3 separate regions of the Mus musculus genome follow, and regions 1 and 3 are each linked to region 2. A link is a contact called in public Hi-C and promoter capture Hi-C data. All regions are on one chromosome and are shown on one strand. The core of a region is the stretch at or near the end of the contact, and the rest is flanking DNA. Distances in the headings are between cores, read along the strand shown. Region 1 overlaps Zfp185 (zinc finger protein 185). Region 2 holds the start of Mecp2 (methyl CpG binding protein 2). Region 3 holds the start of F8 (coagulation factor VIII).

The links. Promoter capture Hi-C pulls out the DNA fragments that hold promoters and counts their contacts. Hi-C and Micro-C count contacts between places; a contact is called where the count stands out from the background.
Region 1: a contact with region 2 is called in a Hi-C map of cardiomyocytes, with 5 times the contacts expected there. The contact joins the enhancer-like site here to the promoter of Mecp2 in region 2. A contact is called at or near these places in 2 of 39 promoter capture datasets (the 3T3-L1 cell line and pre-B cells), 2 of 484 Hi-C or Micro-C datasets (cardiomyocytes and uterus) and 2 of 115 datasets of contacts at active chromatin or transcription factors (astrocytes and large pre-B cells).
Region 3: a promoter capture Hi-C map of erythroid cells shows a contact between it and region 2, with 34 times the contacts expected there. The contact joins the promoter of F8 here to the promoter of Mecp2 in region 2. A contact is called at or near these places in 4 of 39 promoter capture datasets (the C10 cell line, erythroid cells, hippocampal neurons and 1 more).

The regions. Positions count from the first base shown.
Region 1 is chrX:73,005,684-73,009,245 of GRCm38.p6, reverse strand. All of the region lies in intron 12 of Zfp185 (zinc finger protein 185), which reads right to left. Among named protein-coding and RNA genes, the nearest start is that of Mir2137, 15 kb to the right of the region's middle. Within about 2 kb of position 1,460, at least 324 of the 459 cell types and tissues checked have an H3K27ac peak or open chromatin away from gene starts, as enhancers often do. A contact at or near this core is called in cardiomyocytes, pre-B cells and uterus, where this site is marked.
Region 2 is chrX:74,083,811-74,087,419 of GRCm38.p6, reverse strand. It overlaps Mecp2 (methyl CpG binding protein 2), which reads left to right and starts at 1,730. Exons shown (of 4, transcript NM_010788.4): 1 at 1,730-1,910.
Region 3 is chrX:75,378,730-75,381,812 of GRCm38.p6, reverse strand. It overlaps F8 (coagulation factor VIII), which reads left to right and starts at 1,772. Exons shown (of 26, transcript NM_007977.2): 1 at 1,772-2,326. The coding sequence starts at 2,181.

The sequences.
Region 1 (3,562 bases), core at 211-2,710, 1.1 Mb after region 2:
CCAACAAGCAGCTGAGTCAGATGCAGATATTTGCACCCAACCAATGGACAGAAGCAGCTGTCCCCTGTTGTTGAATTAGGGAAGGCTGAAAGAAGCTGAGGAGAAGAGCGATCCTGTAGGAGGACCAGCAAGTCTCAATTAATCTGGACCTCCAAGATCTCTCAGACACTGGACCACCAAACAGGCAACATACACCAGCTGATATGAGGCCCCCAACACACATACAGCAGAGAACTTCCAGGTCTGTGTTCATTCAGAGATGATGCACCTAACCCTCAAGAGACTGGAGGCCCCAGGGAGTTTAGAGCTCAGGTGGGGTGGGGTAGAGACATCCACGTGGAGACAGAGTGGGGTGGGGAGGAGGTATGGGATATGGAGCAGTTGGAGGGTGGATGGGGGGAGCAGGGAATGGAACATGGAGTGTAAAAAATAAATTAAAAGTAAAATAAAATAAAATAAAATAAAGAATAAATGTAGCATTTGATAATATTTTGTACACACTCCTCAGTGTCCTGCATGCTTTACATATGTAAACCCATTTAACTCTTTGAACTGTCTATGGTGGAAACTATTTCCATTATTGTTCATGTAAGAGCTGAGTGATCCAAGGGTCCCATAAAGTTACCTTGGGCTTAAATTCAAGCTCAAGAATCCCTGCATTTAGTCCACTTTGCACAATCAAATGAACACTGGGTAAAGCTCCTAAGGCTTCTGACATTTACATTAACTTTGTCACCTGGGTCTGTCCTCAAGCCCATCAACCACTGTTTATCAAAGGAAAGGGGACTATCCTTGGGTTTGGTCACTCCTAAGTAGGCTACTGTAGTCAACCGCCCTCTGACATTACTAGTAGGGGGATGGGTAACGGGAGTGCACTGGCGCAACAGGGACCATTTGTGATCCTCCAGCGCCATCTCGTGGCTGGAGCTAGCACTGCCTCAGGAGGAGCCCCTTAGAAGCTGGTCTCTGGAGCAGCCATTTTGTACTCTCCTTTCATAGCGGGCACCTCAGCCTGAGCTAGCGGCTGCAGGAAATGGCCGCGCGAGTAGGTGTATTCTTACCCTGGAGCTGGCTAGCTTACTCATGCGCATGCGCCCCCTCCCCCCTTCCCTCCCCGCCCCCCCCCCGCAGGAGCGATCCAAATCTGCCTGCGCAACAGAAATCTGCTGCAGTCACGGGTGCATGCGTCCGTATTCGTGGTGCCTGTCTGCGGCAGTCTGACTAGATCTATGCTGACACACTCCTCAGTGTGTGTGTGTTCCCCCAAGTGAACATAAGTTGCTAGAGCAAGGCTTGTCAATATTAATATTAACGTTTTTGTCTGGATAATAATACTGTGTGTGTTGAGAATGAGGCACTAATATCACCTGTCACTATAGGTCGTTTAGCAGCATCCATGATTTTTAGCCTTTAGAAGCCACCCTCGGTTGTGGCAACCCAAAAAATCTTCGGTTACTACTGTATGACGCAAGAGGGTAGGGGTGGGCAGGACAAACCTCTGATTGAGAGCTGCCATCTCCAGTGTATACTGGAGAAGAGAGGAAATTGAAATGCTTAAGAAAAACGCTGGAGACATACCTTCAGGAAATTAAACAAAAATCTCAAGAACTCTTGTTATTAATATTTCCCCAGATGAAGGGCTAGAAAGATGGTTCAGCAGTTAAGAGCAGTGTGTACTCTTTAGAAATCTTAAGTTTTATTACAAGCACCCACATACAGCTAGAAACAATCTCTAACTCTAGTCTCCGAGGATCCACTGTCCTCTCTCTACTGGCCACCACTGACGTGGCAAATGGGTGGTGTGCAAAAACATACATGTGCAGGCAAAACACTTATACATATAATTTTTTTAATTTAAATGGGAAAAAAAACAATCCAAACATAGCCAGTTATTAAACAGTGTCATCAGAAATGTTTGCTTTGATTTTTCAAACGGGTAAATATTAGAGCAATGTTACTATCTGGGCCTGAGCTCTGCAGTAGGGCAGATTTAGAGTTTATTCCTATTTGCTCATCACATGTGTGGACCCAAGTTTTCTCCTCTATCAAATTGCACAATCAGAAATCTTTCTTGGCTTGGGGAATAACACCAGATTAAGTACACCAGCTGGAAGGAGACATTAGCCTTCAAACACATTTCATCAACTAGCTTGCTCAAGTTTCTCAGAAGGTTTCTCCTTGAGGCTGTTCATTAGCTCTCAGCTACCACGGGTATGGTTTTGGATAAATCACTTAACCTGTTTGTTTCCCCATTTACCCATCTCACAGGGTTATTGAGGCAACTGTAAAGTACATAAAAACAACATACTGTAGCTATCATCAGCTATTATTTTCCTCAGTTCTAATCGTTAGTAAAATTTAAAAGAAAAAAAAAGGTGCATAACAAGGCCTGTAGCTTACAGATCCATTTTCCACACCACCTCCCAGCATATGATTTAATGTAAAAGGTGACTGTAGTGTGGTGTTAAAATTCAAATACCTATTCATCTTTAAGTCTATAAACCACAGCCGTTCTTCTTTGGATTAAAACCTGATAAAATTTCATTATATGGAACACGGCCCTGATCCAGTCTCCTCACTCATTAGTCTTCAACTACTCTATGCTTTGGAACATGTTAAATCCTAGGTCCTGATAAGAGATCCTGTCTCACAAAACACGATGTATGGTGCCTAAGGAATGACACTAGAAGTTGATCTCTGGTCTTGACACACATGCGCATACACAAACACACAGACACACATAAACACACACACACACACACACAGGAGCATACCCATGTGAACATACACACAGACATGCATACACATGTACACCCACATATACATACAAAATCAAACTTCAAACTAGTATAAGTGAGATAACTGTAACAGACTGCACTAAATCCTACAAATCTAGAAAGATACTTCATGTTATTTTGCAAATGAGTTTAAGGTTTAGCTTCATGTAAAACAAATGGAAGGATGATGCCAATGAACAGTCCAAAAGAAAGCCACCAGAGCCAGACTAGATCAGATGTCTTCTACAATAGCCAATAGCACTCTGAAACAGTTTGCAGCACTGTGGTACAGGAGAAAGAAAAGGCTGGATAGGGAGTCCCCACTGCCATGCAGAACTATAGGAGCTAGAGACAGGGGTTTCGGCTTAATTTCAAGGAAGTAGAGAGCCATTGAGAAGTTGAAAGAGGGGGATAAACACATTGTGGTTTATTTGGGAAAGATCTTTCTGATGCCTGCAAAGATAGCAAAAAGTTACATTAGTAGCAACTCAAAGAACCGAGTCCCTGGCCTAATGGCCTTTCCCAGACCTCTTCAAAACAGAGATTACCGAGGTGGGGCCTACTTTATCTGTCTCCAGGCACCCGCTGCAACTAGGTAGATTAGTGAGAAAATGAACCTGCTGCTGGGAGAACCAGCTGGGAAAGCACCTAGAAAAGTGTCCTCAAGGGATGGATCCACGTGGGGTGGACTTCAGGAGGTCATGAGGATGGGCTGGCCCTTCAGCAGTTTCAGCTCTCTTCAGACCAACAATAATAATAATAAAAAAAGTGACAGTTCTACCAAT
Region 2 (3,609 bases), core at 481-2,980:
GAGAGATGGCTTGTTGCTCTTGCAGAGGACCCAAGTTCAGATCCTATTCTCTGTATATGCAAATACCTGTATTCTCACACCCCAACATACACACACACACACACACACACACACACACACACTACCACTCTTACCCACTTGTTTTTTACATTTCTATCTTAGTATTTTATGTGTATAAGTGTTTTGCCTGGTGCTCACTGTGGTCAGAAGAGGGCACAGGATTCCCTGAGACTAGAATTACAAATGGTTTAGAATGGCCATATGGGAAATCCTCTAGATTTCCCCCACTGTAGTAAGATATTCACTTAGGTGATCCTGTCCCAAAGTCAGCCATCATCCTTATTTTTTTTCTTTCTTTCCATCTGATATCCAATACTTTTGGCTCAATTTTTAACATAAATCTTAACTATCACAACTTATCAGATTTCAACTGCTACTGTCCTGGTTAAAGCCTTCATCATCTATCTTTCTTCAACTGCTGCCAGGACCTCTGGACCAGCCAGTTCTTCATTCTTCACTGGCAACATAGGTTTTATGGTGACAGCTAGTGACTCAAATATTTATCAAGGGCTTCTCATCTCAAAATAATCTCCTAGTTCTTTTGGTGGCCTAGGTCTCTCTCCAGTCACACTGGCCTCCTTAGTAAGGCAGGCATAGTCCTTCCTTAGAGTGTTTAAACTTGCCTAGAATGTTTTCCCCAATTACCCATATTGGGAGACGACATGAGGGCAAAAGCTAGAGGGTATCATAATAGCACTTCTTTTGTCCTTGCCCTATCTATTTCAAAGTCTTTATCTCTGTGCAAAATTTTAAGTTCTACTTTCTTGTATGTTTAGTATGACTCTTCCTTACCAGGAGTCTAGTTTGTCTCCTTGTTCAGTACTAAAACAGTGCCTAGCAAATAAATGAATAGAGAGGGGAGCCAAATTTGAATCAGAAAGTCTCTTGTTGCATAGTGTTTAAAAAACAAACAAAGAAAGAAAGTCTCTTGTTGAGCATTTGTTTAGCACAAAGAGCATTGGATGCTGACTGGTATCAGGGTAAGGCTGCTTTGACAATGCTCCCTCTGGCCTCACTCCCTTTTATACGTACTTCCATCAAACCATCTGATTCAACAATGACAGACCGATCTCTTATGGGCTTGGCACACACCATCTGCCCATTATAAACGTCTGCAAAGACCAAGGTTTGATATGTTGATTTTACTGTCAGCCTTAAGAGTGCGACATCTGCTAATTTAGTGTAATAATACAATCAGTAGACCCTTTAAAACAAGTCCCTTGGCTTGGAACAACGCCAGGCTCCTCAACAGGCAACTTTGCTACTTCTACAGAAAATGATAATAAAGAAATGCTGGTGAAGTCAAATGCTTATCACAATGGTGAACTACTCAGCAGGGAGGCTCTAATAGGCGCCAAGAGCCTAGACTTCCTTAAGCGCCAGAGTCCACAAGGGCCCAGTTAATCCTCAACATTCAAATGCTGCCCACAAAACCAGCCCCTCTGTGCCCTAGCCGCCTCTTTTTTCCAAGTGACAGTAGAACTCCACCAATCCGCAGCTGAATGGGGTCCGCCTCTTTTCCCTGCCTAAACAGACAGGAACTCCTGCCAATTGAGGGCGTCACCGCTAAGGCTCCGCCCCAGCCTGGGCTCCACAACCAATGAAGGGTAATCTCGACAAAGAGCAAGGGGTGGGGCGCGGGCGCGCAGGTGCAGCAGCACACAGGCTGGTCGGGAGGGCGGGGCGCGACGTCTGCCGTGCGGGGTCCCGGCATCGGTTGCGCGCGCGCTCCCTCCTCTCGGAGAGAGGGCTGTGGTAAAACCCGTCCGGAAAATGGCCGCCGCTGCCGCCACCGCCGCCGCCGCCGCCGCGCCGAGCGGAGGAGGAGGAGGAGGCGAGGAGGAGAGACTGTGAGTGGGACCGCCAAGGCCGCGGGCGGGGACCCTTGCTGGGGGGCGGGTAGGGGCGGGACGTGGCGCGGGAGGGGCCCGCGGGGTCGGGCGACACGGCTGGCGGATGGCGTCCCTCCTCTCTACCCTCCCCCTCCCTCTGCCGCCGGTGGTGGCTTTCTCCACTCGTCTCCCGCAATCGCGAGCGACGGTTCTCAGCGCGATCTCCCTGGAGCCACCTTCGAATGACGCCCTCCCGCTGCCCGCCCCATCTGTGCGCATCCTAGGCCCCAGCTGTGCAAGCGCCCTTGTCGTCTGGGCTTCGCCAGTTGGGGCTGCGCGCGCTCCTGCCCTTCTTGGGGCTTTGGGCCTCGGCACTGTCGCGCGCCCGCGGTCCCGGCCTCTCCCTGGATCGCGCTGTCCCCTTCTCCCTCGCGCGCCCCCACTCCCGTTACTTGCTCCCCCCTCACACACACAGACTGGCGCGCGTGCGCAGTCCATCTCCCGTTGGGAGAGTGCGCCACAAGGGCTCCTGAGCTCTTACCCCCATCTCTGGGTTTTGCTCCCTCCTCCTCCTCTCCCATTCCGTGACTTTTTGCCCCCACTGCAAGCGAGTCGGTCCATCAGCTCCATTCCCCACTTGGCAGGAACAAGTTGAGGGTTATTGTCCACCCACAAAAAGGACTAGACATTATGTTCCTAGGTCCCACAACTCATCATAAAGAGATGGTTGTAGTTCTCATCAGGAACCGTGGGCAAGGGACTGTGCGTTCCTCAGCACTCGAAGCTCTTCCGTGAGACCATGCCCGCAGGGTGCTCTGGTTCTTTGGGGATGCTGTGCTGTGGCTTCGGAATATGAGCGTCTTCCCACCCTCCCTCCCCTCCCTTCGCCAGCGATCATCCAGTTACATAAGTGGAATGGGACGTTGTATGTAACGGGCTCTCTTCGTCCTGGAGCGCTCAGGATCGCCAGTACCAAATGGGGCGAGATCATCGCATCGCTGTGACTCCTGTCACTTATCTTTGAAAGTTCATTCTCTTTTTAGTTTGGTTATGGCTGAATCACTGAAAATAAAACACAGGTGACTTTTATGTGGCAGTGGCAATGTTTCTGAGGTTTTGCACTAAAGGTTTAAAGTCATCATGGAGTCTAAAAAAGATTCCCTCTCACAAGAGAGACCCTGGTATGACATTGTTCAGTATGGACCCCTGAAGGGCAAAGCTTGTTAGGGGATACCTCTATGCTGGTTCCTTGTATGTTCGGGTATAGGTTGATCAAAACAAAAATGGGCTCCACCACAAATTTGATATTCCTGACTCATAGTCAGGCAGATATGTACTCTTGGTTAATTTTCCAGGAACACAAATGGGCTCTGTTGAGTCATTTGCATGTTGACTCCACTGTTTGGAATCATTACAGTGAGGCAGTAGGCTCAAATACAGGGTGGTTGATGACGATCATGAAACAGAATGGACTAATTTATAGTGCTAAGTGACTGAGATGTTGTAGGACAAGTTCTAGATATTTTGTTATACTACATAAATGAAACCAATTTGGGCCTGGGTAGTAAAATTTCACTAATAGGTAATTATTACTGTAGAGGAGAATTTTGGGTTTGTGGTTGGAATTATGTGAATCTCAGCAATTTCAATTAATAACATGATTAAACTGATATCTTAGGTTCTTTGAAATATGTCGAATCTCTATAAAAAGATAAAA
Region 3 (3,083 bases), core at 523-3,022, 1.3 Mb before region 2:
CACTTTATTGCCTCTTATCCTCTGTACATATACTAGTTGTGAGTCTATTAGAAAAAAGAAGATTCTTAGATGAGGAGTGAAAGATCCCCTATTTTATCGGTATAATAGTAAAAAAAATTGGGAGGAGACAGTTTATTTTTGTGTCCATTTAGGAAAGCAGTTCTTCCCTATGACTTAGGCAGCCATGGGGTTTTGGCTTTCTAACAGGTATCGGTTCTATCCTGTGGAGTGGGCCTTAAATACAAACATGAAGTGATTAGTTACTCCTACTATATTTATGCCACTACCATAGCAATGAGGCTATTTTGACATATCAGTCATTATATAGTACCTCACAGGGTTCTTAGATGCTTTGTAAGACTGTCAATAACTTGTCACCCCAAATAGCACACATGTAACCTTCCAGCACTGTGAAATCTTGTCAGTGCCAGCTTGATTTCCCCATGTTTTATGACTCAACTATGTTGTGTCATCAGCAATACGATCTTAACCATGAAGTTCTGTAGATTGCCAAAAAATTGGCAGTACCTTATAATGTTTGGGGGTTTATGGAGCCAACAAACTCCAAAAGAGGTGACCCATTCCTGGCACTGGGCTTTATATTTGTTACCCTGCAGTGTTTAGTAGGGACATTGTCATCCTGATGTAGGGGTAACTCCATTTAAATTCTTATATATGTATACATGTATATTTTATTTAAAAAGCTTCTACAGTAGTAGGTTTTCATATTTTTTTCAAGTATCTTTAGTGTTAATAATCACTACCCATACTCACTTCTCTCTCCTGCCCTCCTATCCTTACCCCACGTAACCCTTCAACTTCTCCTGTTCCCTTTTCATATCAACTGCAGTATATCCCATTTCCCTTGAAATCTGCCTTCCCTTGTTGGCCCCTTGCTAGTTTCCTGATCTCTATGGATACTCCAATTTAAGACAGATATCTAAAGATTCAGAGTTAGCATTCACATGTGAGAGAGAATCTGAGGCATTTGTTTTTCTGGGTCTAGGTTACCTTATGGAGAATGATTATTTCCAGCTCTATCCATTTACCTGCAAATTTAATTTCATTTTTCTTTACAGCTGAGTAATAAATATTCCATTGTGTGAATGTACCACATTTTCATTATCCATTCTTCAGTTGGTGGATGTTGGCTCTTTCCTTTTTCATTCAATTATGAATTGAATGGCAATGAATATGGATATACAAGTATCTCTATAGTGGAATGTACAATCCTTTTAGATGTATGCCCAAGAGTGATATAGCTGGGTCATATGATAAGTTTGTTTCCAGCTTTTTGAGGAGGGAGGGTGTCTTAGTTAAAGTTTCTCTGGCTGTAATAAAACACCATGACCAAAAGCAACAGGGTTTATTTCAACTTATACTTCCATGTAATAAACAATTCACTAATCAATTTCACTGATGGAAATGAGGACAGAATCTCAAAAGGGCAGGAACCTGGGTGCCAGAACTGAATCAGAGATCATGGAGGAACATTGCTTACTGACTGATCATTATGTCTTGATCCGCCTATTTTCTTATACAATTCAAGAACACCTGTCCAAGAGTAGCTCTGCCTATGACTACCTGGGGCCTCCCATAGTAATCATTAATAAAAAAGCAACAGCAAATAAAACATATGGTACAGGTATCCTATCTGGATCTCTAGGCCATGTGGGCAGCTGGAAAGTTTCTGCGGAGAAAGTAGGCTGGAATCTGGTGAATCCCAAAGTGGAAGCTTTTACATTCCATGCAGACTCCAGAATCTTCACTATCTAGAGTTTCTTTGCTACAGGTACCAAGGAACAGTCTTTTAGAATAGGCTAGGAATTTAAATACACCTGAACGCCCCTCCTCAGTATTCTGTTCCTTTTCTTAAGGATTCAAACTTGTTAGGATGCACCCAGCAGGAAATGGGTTAAGCCTTAGCTCAGCCACTCTTCCTATTCCAGTTTTCCTGTGCCTGCTTCCTACTACCCAAAAGGAAGTAATCCTTTCAGATCTGTTTTGTGCTAATGCTACTTTCACTCACAGTAGATAAACTTCCAGAAAATGCTCTGCAAAATATTTAGGACTTTTTACTAAATCATTACATTTTCTTTTTGTTCTTAAAAGCTAAAGTTATTTTAGAGAAGAGTTAAATTTTCATTTCTTTAGTTGAACATTTTCTAGTAATAAAAGCCATGCAAATAGCACTCTTCGCTTGCTTCTTTCTGAGCCTTTTCAATTTCTGCTCTAGTGCCATCAGAAGATACTACCTTGGTGCAGTGGAATTGTCCTGGAACTATATTCAGAGTGATCTGCTCAGTGTGCTGCATACAGACTCAAGGTAAAAATCCTCTGTCAAGTGCAACATTGTGAAGATGTGATTTTGACTGTGTTTATTTGTATGACCCAACTCATACATATATTACAAATGATGAATTAAGGTTGTTTCTACTGACATGGAGAAAAGTCTACTAGGTGTTTCTTAGTGTAAAAGCATATAAATTATGTATAATATTCCATTTTTATAAAATTAATAATTACTAATCAAAACTCTGTGTGTGTTTGTTTGTGTGTATGTGTGTGAGAGGGTGGTAGGGAAAAGACATTCTAAGCAATTAGACTGCGTAGACTAAGGGGTCCAGTCAGTAATTTTTAACTTTTACAATGTTGTTGTTACACACATTATTTCTACACAAAAGTACACATCTACACAAAAAAAATAAACACATTCATCTCATTACCATTTGGAATGGAGAGGGTCTTTATCATATATTGTTATGTACTGTGTTCATTAACTCACCAATTCACTCATTTTGTGGTACTTCGGGTCTCCTGTTTTATTTATGAATGCTTTATCATTGAGATAAAATCCCAGACACATTACTGTTATTTTAGTGAATAGATTATCTGGTGGTATCTTGCTGGAACAAAGGACATAGTTCTGTTTTAGTTTTTTCTTTTGTTTTGTCTTTATATCTCTGGCTGGCCTGGGACTCACTATGAAGACCAGAATGGCCCAGAACTCCAAAATATCCACTTGCCTCTGCTTCCTAAGTTTGGGATTAAAGGTATGAGCCACCACAATCAGCTGTTTTAGT